Regions from separate parts of the Gossypium hirsutum genome. Here region 2 is linked to region 1. Evidence: chromatin contacts called from public Hi-C data. All regions are on one chromosome and are shown on one strand. The core of a region is the stretch at or near the end of the contact, and the rest is flanking DNA. Distances in the headings are between cores, read along the strand shown. Region 1 holds the start of LOC107914547. Region 2 holds the start of LOC107914553 (U-box domain-containing protein 16).

The links. A called contact is a pair of places that touch in the nucleus more often than the background predicts.
Region 2: a contact with region 1 is called in a Hi-C map of leaf, with 1.8 times the contacts expected there. The contact joins the promoter of LOC107914553 here to the promoter of LOC107914547 in region 1. A contact is called at or near these places in 2 of 34 Hi-C or Micro-C datasets (both in leaf).

What each region holds. Positions count from the first base shown.
Region 1 is chrD10:19,538,044-19,542,215 of Gossypium_hirsutum_v2.1, forward strand. LOC107914547 reads right to left here and starts at 1,962. Exons shown (of 9, transcript XM_016843487.2): 1 at 1,701-1,962; 2 at 1,550-1,612; 3 at 1,385-1,440; 4 at 853-946; 5 at 674-734; 6 at 247-328. The coding sequence starts at 1,811.
Region 2 is chrD10:19,722,234-19,726,712 of Gossypium_hirsutum_v2.1, forward strand. LOC107914553 (U-box domain-containing protein 16) reads right to left here and starts at 1,677. Exons shown (of 1, transcript XM_016843494.2): 1 at 1-1,677. The coding sequence starts at 1,514.

The DNA of each region.
Region 1 (4,172 bases), core at 712-3,211:
AAGACATGAATTACTTATTCAAGTTAACTAGAAAAAATCGAATAACTCGATTTGATTAACTCGAAATTTGAATTTTTTTTTAAATTGAATCGAGTTTTGCTCGCCCTAGTCTCCTTTGCTTTAAATGATAATATAGGTTTCAAAGTATATTCTCCTACGCTTCTGAAAACTTGAAGGCAGACTAAATTCAGAACTAGACAAACAATGTGCATGTGGAAGAGAGATTTCAACAACAAACAAACTGACCAGGTGTATCTGACAAGCACATGTTTTGGCCAATGTTGAGGATCCCAGAATTGTTTACGAATATTTGGATGAATTTCAACATCTGTAGAAGACAAACGTAATCAGTTCCCAGTCACCCACCGGAAAATAAATAAATGAATAGTTATGATCTCTTTGAAGTACTGGATATGCTACTCTGAAAATAATGAATATGAAGAAATCTCTGCATACAATTTCACAGATGCACAAATGATGCACAACACAACAAAGCTGTGAATCAATTTACAAAAGCAATAACTCTCACATCTCTCCTGATCCAAAAACAATTTTGACCACAACTTCGCTGCAAGCATCGTAGACTATTATAATTTCCTAATACACTCTTACATGTTTCTCTATTTGTTAGCAAACTAGTACCACACTGAAACATATAGATAAGATTACATACAGTGATGAGGCATATCTACAATTTTAGCAGTGACACCATGCAAATCACCACCTGAGTACCTCTGAACGACACAAAAACCACAAGAACTCAGTCAAATCAAGCAAAATAACTAGACATGTATCAGTCAAGAAGTTACGATTTCCAAAAGCAAAGGGGTAAAAGCTACAAAAATATCTTACCAAATGCATGTCAATCATTGGAACTTCAGAACTTTTACGATTTATAAGAAAAAGCCAAGGAACAAGAAACTTCTCCTTCCCAACTTGGAATGATCTAGACGTGAGTCAAACATTGTAAAACACGGATTACTATAATAATTTCTAAAAATATTGAACTTATGAACTACAAAAACATTTTATGCAGAAGCAAAAGATAGTTGCTAAGAAAAACTGTTGGCCTTAGTTTATGAGAAAAAATTAGGAGTGGAAAGCAAAGGATAAGAATATACCAAAAAATGAGCCCAGAAGTTAAAGCTCAGGTCTGAATCTCAGACTCATTATTCGGAGTATGAAAAACGCTTACTCGAAAAAAGCTGAATGAAAATACATTTTTGGGCTCGAAAACATTTCATTCATGAATCTGAGGAATTGAATTCGATGGTTTCAATTTTCTCTTCGTTTAGCTATCGGAACCCTAGAATTTGCAACTAATGCCAAACAAAAAAAAAAAGAGGTTGAATTAAGAAAATCATAAATTTGAGTAAATTCTTACATTTTATAGGGATCAGCTCCCGTGTAACCAGTCGGCTTTGCTATAGGAATTAACACCTGCAAATTAATTTATACATAAATAAAATTTTCAAAAAAGAAACAGAAAATGGGGAAGGTTGAAGAAGAAGAAGAAGAAGAAGAAGAAGAAGAAGAAGAAGAAGAATACCTCCCGATTAACAGCAAAAATTGGGCAATGTTTCCCGATCACGTCATGCCAAACAGTTCTAGACTGAAATTAATCAAATTCAGAGATCTTAACTTCAAAATTAGATTAAAAACTTTAAAAAAAGAAAAAAGGAAAAGAAAAGACAACTGACGGAGTGGTATTGACCCATCTTGCTCATAGGAACGATGTCCCCTGGCCTGTAAGCAACGGAAATAAAAGGAAGACAAAGTAACAGCAAAACTAAAAGACACAGCGACGCCATTATTCTGCAATGTTCTCGTCAGCCGCGTTTCTTCTCTCCGCCAAGAGAATTCCGAATTACTCAACACTTGTTCCTTTTTTTATTCATTTCTAACTTTTGCTTCGATCGAGTCCACCCAGGCCAGGGGCCTGAGCCTGTTACGGAATACGGGCCAGCAGTTATCCTTTCCTCGTTTCGGTCCAAAAATAATGTTCATGCATAATAAAATATGTGGTAATTTTTTTTATAAATAAAATGATTTAGAAAGTGAAAAACTGACCAAAAATTTATAATTTAAAAAAGTAACAAATGTTGTCAATAATTCATGCCTTTAGCTTTTTATATGAATATCTTTTTTAAACATTACATGAAAGTTTGTTTTATAAGCAATATAAAATCACCTTTCAAAACTAGTTTCTATATTTGCATATCCATCATCCTACGTTTTTCTAAATATTTACAAAATAGTTATTAACATAACATCATAATGTTAAAGGTGTAATTTTCTGACGAAATTAATTGTCAGCTTATATCTATCCAAGGAAAAATTTTATATTATTTAATTTATAAATTAAGTTTTTCCAATTTTATTTTAATGAATTATCTACGAAAAAACCAAGATGAGTTTTAAATCATTACTAGATTTTATGATATACTCATTATATGTGTAAAATATTATGTATCAAATATATTTATTAAAAATTTATATAAAATCAATTCATATTTTGACTATAATAGTAAAATTAAATATTTATTATGCATGTTGTATTGAGCTCGATTTTTTATTTATTTGTTATATATAAAAAAATAAAAACATTCTTGTAAAAATGTATCTTAATTTGTATATGAAAGAGTAATTTAATAATTTCACAACGATACTAACTCAATAAAAAACTTAATATAAGTAAGTATATATAGATACATAAAATCCAATCTGGGAAAAAAACATATCTTATGTTAACAATTCATTTAAGACAATAGAAAAGTTTTAGATGAAATTATAAGATGTTTACGAAATTGAAATTGTTTGCAATAAATGTATTATATATAAGTTAAATAACAATATATTGTAATAGGAAATCCTACTTGACTTATACAATCCTTGCAACTTCTATTACTTTTTTCTTATGAATAAATCATTATAAAATGGGTAAGCTATCAAAATAGTTACGTTTGTTTACTTCAGGTTACATTTTAGTCACTTATATTTGAAATGTTACGTTTTAATCACTTACGTTAACGTGCTATAACATTTTAGTCACTGAGCTGTTAATTGTCATTAACGGTGTAACGGCAAGCTGACATGGCACATTAAATCATTATTTCAAACAAAAATTTTAGGTTAAATTATACAATTGGTTCTATTTCTTTTGTTTTGAGCAATTTAATTTTTTTTTCTTTTATGTTCTTTTAACTCTTTTTTTTCATTCTTTTCTGCTTCTCCCTCTATTTTTTCAGGTTGCAAATGCTTGAGCAGCAGCAACCGTATTTCTAATATTTCTTCTCTTGAAGCTTTTTTTCCATATAATTCTTCAATTGGATGCATGCATGCAGATACTTACTTCACTATCAGTGGGGAACATTGAAGGTGATATCCATTTTATAGACGTGCTCAATGCCTATGATATGCATGGAAGACTGAATAATTTAGAGTCCAAACATCATGCCCTGAAGAACTTTGCTGGCACAAAGACTTGCAGTCCTCAATATCTATTCCAAATTTGCCTGAATGCCTCGCAAGGTCCAAGGTTCAAGGCTGAAGTAGCAACCTTTGCCCTCAGCGAGTGCCTCTCAGGCTTTCTTTCTTCCCCCTCTCCAAACTACCAGGATGTGGCTCTCATTGTCCGAAGACTGATTGTAATAGCTAGTATTCACAAGGATAACACAGATGACAATGCAGTGCTCAGTATGTACAAGCAAGCATACCGAATAATGGTCGGGTTGAAGGAAGGGAAATATCCAACCGAAGAGGGAAAATGGCTCGCAATGACTGCAAGGAATCGGGCAGCCATACCTATAAGAATGAGACAGATCAATGTGGCTAAGAAAATAAATGGAAAAAAAATTAAAATAACATAAAAGAAAAAAATTAAATTGCTTAAAACGAAAAAATATGGGGATCAATTGTATAATTTAACCTAAAATTTTTCTTTGAAATGATGATTTAACATGCTACGTCAACTTACCATTACACCATTAACGGCAATTAATGGCTCAGTGACTAAAATGTTACAACACGTTAACATAAATAGCTAAAACGTAACATTTCAAACATAAATAGCTAAAATGTAACCTGAAGGAAATAAAAGTGATTATTTTAATAGTTTACCCTTATAAAATTCTTATTGAGAACAAAATATTAATACTAAAGAACAAATATTA
Region 2 (4,479 bases), core at 427-2,926, 180 kb after region 1:
TTTATGACACGTGTCTTCCTCCCCAGCCTTTTCCTGTAGGTGTGAACACCGGATAAGCTGAATATTGTAGCCGCCGCATTTCCTTTGGCTTCCCATGTGGCACCAAAACGTAATACATCGATAACACCGTTTAAAGCTCCGTCGGTTTCCATTATCCTCGTTTTGTTTGCTTCTAGGATGGAAAGGTTAAGAATCGTTGTAAGGGCATTGACTTGAAGGTTTGGGTGTTCGGAGCCTACACCCGAACCTAAACATCTGACAAGGATCGGAATTGCGCCAGCTTCAGCGATGCAGGCTCGGCTGTCGGAGTCAGTTTTAGCCAGGGCTCGAAGCTCATAAGTGACGGCATTAGCTGCCTCCATGGATGGAGAAACCGAAAGTTTGTTGACCAAAAAGTACACCGTCATTTTCGTAGCTTCAAAGGCGGCTTTGGTGGCTTTTACGCCGCTAACTTTCTCGTTACTTCCCACGGTTTCAAACGGGACTCTCTGTTGGCGGCACCACATGGCTATAAGATTCCTCAAAGCGCGGTTAGGGATGAGATTGGTGTGGGCCAGGGTCTGACCAGTCTTTGGACACGTGTTGTGTCCAGATTCAATCCACTGATTAATCGATTCGCGATCGTACGTCTGTCCAGAGGCCACGACAACTGGGTCCCGCATTAACTCTAAGCTTATCGGGCACCGAAAGTCCGCCGGAACAGCAATCTCCGACAATGAATTCCGCCGGCTATGGTCTGGTTCCAGTTGCGTCGTTGAAGATCCAAATAGAACACATTTAGCATAACGAAGGAGACCAATCAAAGAAGCAATATCTAATTTGGACTTTTCATCGATTTGGTTCTGGATTTCATCTTGGAGACACTCGATTTCTTCTCTACAACTTGATTGGTCGCGTAACCCTAAATTATCCAGAATCTGTTTAAGCTTTAAGTGATGAGGGACGATCTCTTTCTTAATCTGATGAAGCAAAGCTAGAACATCTCGCCTGAGAGAATCGTCTCTGGGATCTACCGATGGTTTAGATTGGAAGCAGTGTTTTCTTACCAAAACGAAGAGCTCCTCCACGTCTTGACTCAAATCCAATTCATTGACGGGGAAGATATCGAGGAGAGTGGACAATTCGAGGGTGAGCTCGTGGAAACTGTTGGCCAATGGTTGGATTCGCATGAGCAGCCACATCTTGCTTCCGCTGCAACAATCTTCCATTAAAGTCTTTATTCTCTGGAAAACTATGTACATTTCTTCGAAGCAGAGGAGGATCGAAGGAGAGAAGGAGGTGGAAACTGGGTTGCGAAGAAGCTCCTCGAATACGATAGCGAGAAGCTTCGACTTGTTTATGGTGGAAAGGGACTTTTGTATTAGGAGACATTGAATAGGTTTGAGGGCGGAGATTTCTTGAGACAAAGAAAGAAGAGATTTTACCAGGTTCAAGTCTGCAAATTTCGGAGATATGGAGGAGCCCGTCGACGGCCAGCGCTTTCTTGGCGGGAAAACCCGAGGAGAAACGGCCATGAAACACAAATTAATAACTCTTACCAAAGAATTTCTGCAACACAGATATCTAAGCTAATGGAATGAGAAATTTGGTAGCTTTTTTTTTTTTTGGCTTTGAATTGAAGAAGAAGGTATAGCAGTAGTTGATTACAGATAGAACAAGTTGGCCCGTTGCATTTCAGCCCCACCTTTTAAAAAAAATGATAATAATCTATTTTTATACTTATCATAAACTCTATGATTAATTTAATTAAGTTTAATCAATTACTTTAATTTTTGTTAAAAAATAATAATAGAGAATATGAATGTTTGAAATGTGTGAGGATATACATATTTTAAACTAATTTATACCTAATATATGCATTTTTATTTTCACTGAAATTTAAATCTATATATTAAAATTCATATTACAAAAAAAATAACAAATAATTCTCCCTTTTTTTTTTCTTTCAAAACAACCCTCTTCCCTTTTCATGCCACGTTAACTAAAATTTATCACATCTATATAAAATTGATAAAATTCTTATTGGTGAAACTACCTCATTTAAATAATTATTTATTGAATAAGTTATATTAGAATCATCTTAAAAAAAACATAATTTTAGACATCATTAAAATATTGCGGCATCAATATAACAAAATATTATCATACGCATATCTATATATAATGTCTTCTCCAATTTAGGTTTTGTTAAAATTAATTAATTTTTACGCATGTTTGATAATCCAAAATTAAAGCAATATGATAAATATTTTTCTACAAAAAAGTGTAGAAAATAATAAATAGATAAGAGTTACTTATAACTTAATGGAGAATATTTTCAATTATTTCAATTTTATTTTATTTTATTTTATTGTTATGTTATCTTATAAAAACTTTAAGTTCTAAAATTTAATTTTTATTTAGAACAAGGTGAAATGCTTAAAAATTAAAGATAAAATGCATAATATAATTTTTTATAATTTAAAATCTATATTTACCAAACAATAATCAATTTTAAATAATGTATCAAACAAATTTTATAATTTAAATCTATTTTTCAACATTTAATTTTTTCAGTTTATCAAACAACACCTTAATTTAACTTTAATTAAAATACTTAAACTAATTAATTATTTAAGTGATAAAAAAACATATTTTCTTCTTTTTACAATTTTTAATTTTTTTAAAAATTAATTATTTTTTATTTTTATGCAAGCAATTTTTAAAAAAAATTATTAGTTTTTAGGCAGTCGATTTTTTTTTCATTTTAAATTGTTTCTATTTCATTTTTTAAAAAAATTTTTAATCAAATAACAAAATTTGAAAATACAATTAGTGGTCACTATAATTTTTCAATTTTCTACTAAATTTTTATTATTATTATATCATATTTTTAATTTTTGGGTTCATATTTTCTCTATTTTCTTTTAATTTTTAATTATTTATTTCAAGTTTTTAAAAATTTTTCTTATGACTTTTTTCTCAATTTTAAATATTTTTATATAATTTAATTAAAATTAAATTAAGTAAAGAGAAAATATCATATATAAATTAAATGCATGTATAATATTAGTTATATATATATTAAAATTTAATAATATGAAACTGCTTTATTAATATTTAAGATGATATTAATTTAAATTATTTTCTTATTAGATATATATTGGAAGCAGAACATTTTAATTGTCGTGTTGCATGGTTTTAGTGTATGAAAAGATAAATGTTTTGGTTTGGGAAGGCCGTTTACCAGGTCAGAGAATAAGTATTATAATCAACCTGCCTTTTACAATATTGCCAGCTGGCTCCCTTTTCTGATTTTTCAGCTCATTATTTTCACAAATTCATTTCAATTTTGACGTATTAAATTGAATGGATTAAAGTTGTTATTATATTACTAATATGGAAGAAAGATAAGTGTTACCGGCAGGTATGCCACATCACACTTTTGATATACCTTCGTATATAAAATTTTAATAGCGTTAATAAATTAGATTATAAATTAAGAGATAAAAGACGAGAAAATAGTCTCAAATTTATAATTATCTCTTTCAATAATATTGTTTTTAGCGTTTTAATTTCGTTTTCGTTTTAATAGTTATTTTTAGTACAATGTAAATTAATATACAAAACCTAAGCGAGATGCATATTGTGAGAAACGGTTGGTAAAGTTAGTTGTGGACTTGTTCCAAATCCTCATCATATATCCACCTTTTTCCAAAATTAAAAAAGTATTGTATGCATTATTTCTGCTTTCCTCTTAGACTTTACATTACACATCCAGCTTTGATCCAACACACTTTTTTGCTTTATATTTTCCCTTTTTGTTTTCTTATATGAACTCAGCTCCGCTGTATAGATGATAAACTGTAAAGTAAAGATATGATGTCAGGTTGGCATTTCAAGTTCAGGCTCAGAATTCTGGAGCATTAATCAAATTCAATTATGCAACTGGAAGACCTGTGTATACCTAAACAAGATGGAGTACTGGGAATCTCAAAGATTGATCCGATGAATGAAACTCCCCTGCCATAATGACAGATTAGGGACACTCACTGTGTCGGTATTAAAAGCTAAATACCACTAAGCTTGAGATTTTCAGTGTGCAATTAAAACACCCTTAGACTCATGGATTTGGAAAGATATTTTGAGTAGAAGTATTTGCAATGCAAAAAGTTGTTATTAGCGGGTATATCTCATATTGGTTACGTACAAGTTATTAAGAGAGTTTTTATATAGTTTTATTTTTTGTTTTCTTTGAATAATTGGGTTATTATTGCTTGTCTGGTTTGTTTGTGTTCATGTTAACATGTGTCTTCAACATGTATTACTTTTCTTTTGGATAAAAGCTTTATTATTTTTCCAGAAAATAATATCTTTTAAAACAAATTTGCTTTTTTCCAATTTTATTATTTTATTTTTGCGAAAAATCTGGAACAAATATATCTTGCCATGGGTCTTAACCACATGATCTTACACACATTCATGTAACGTGTTTTGCCA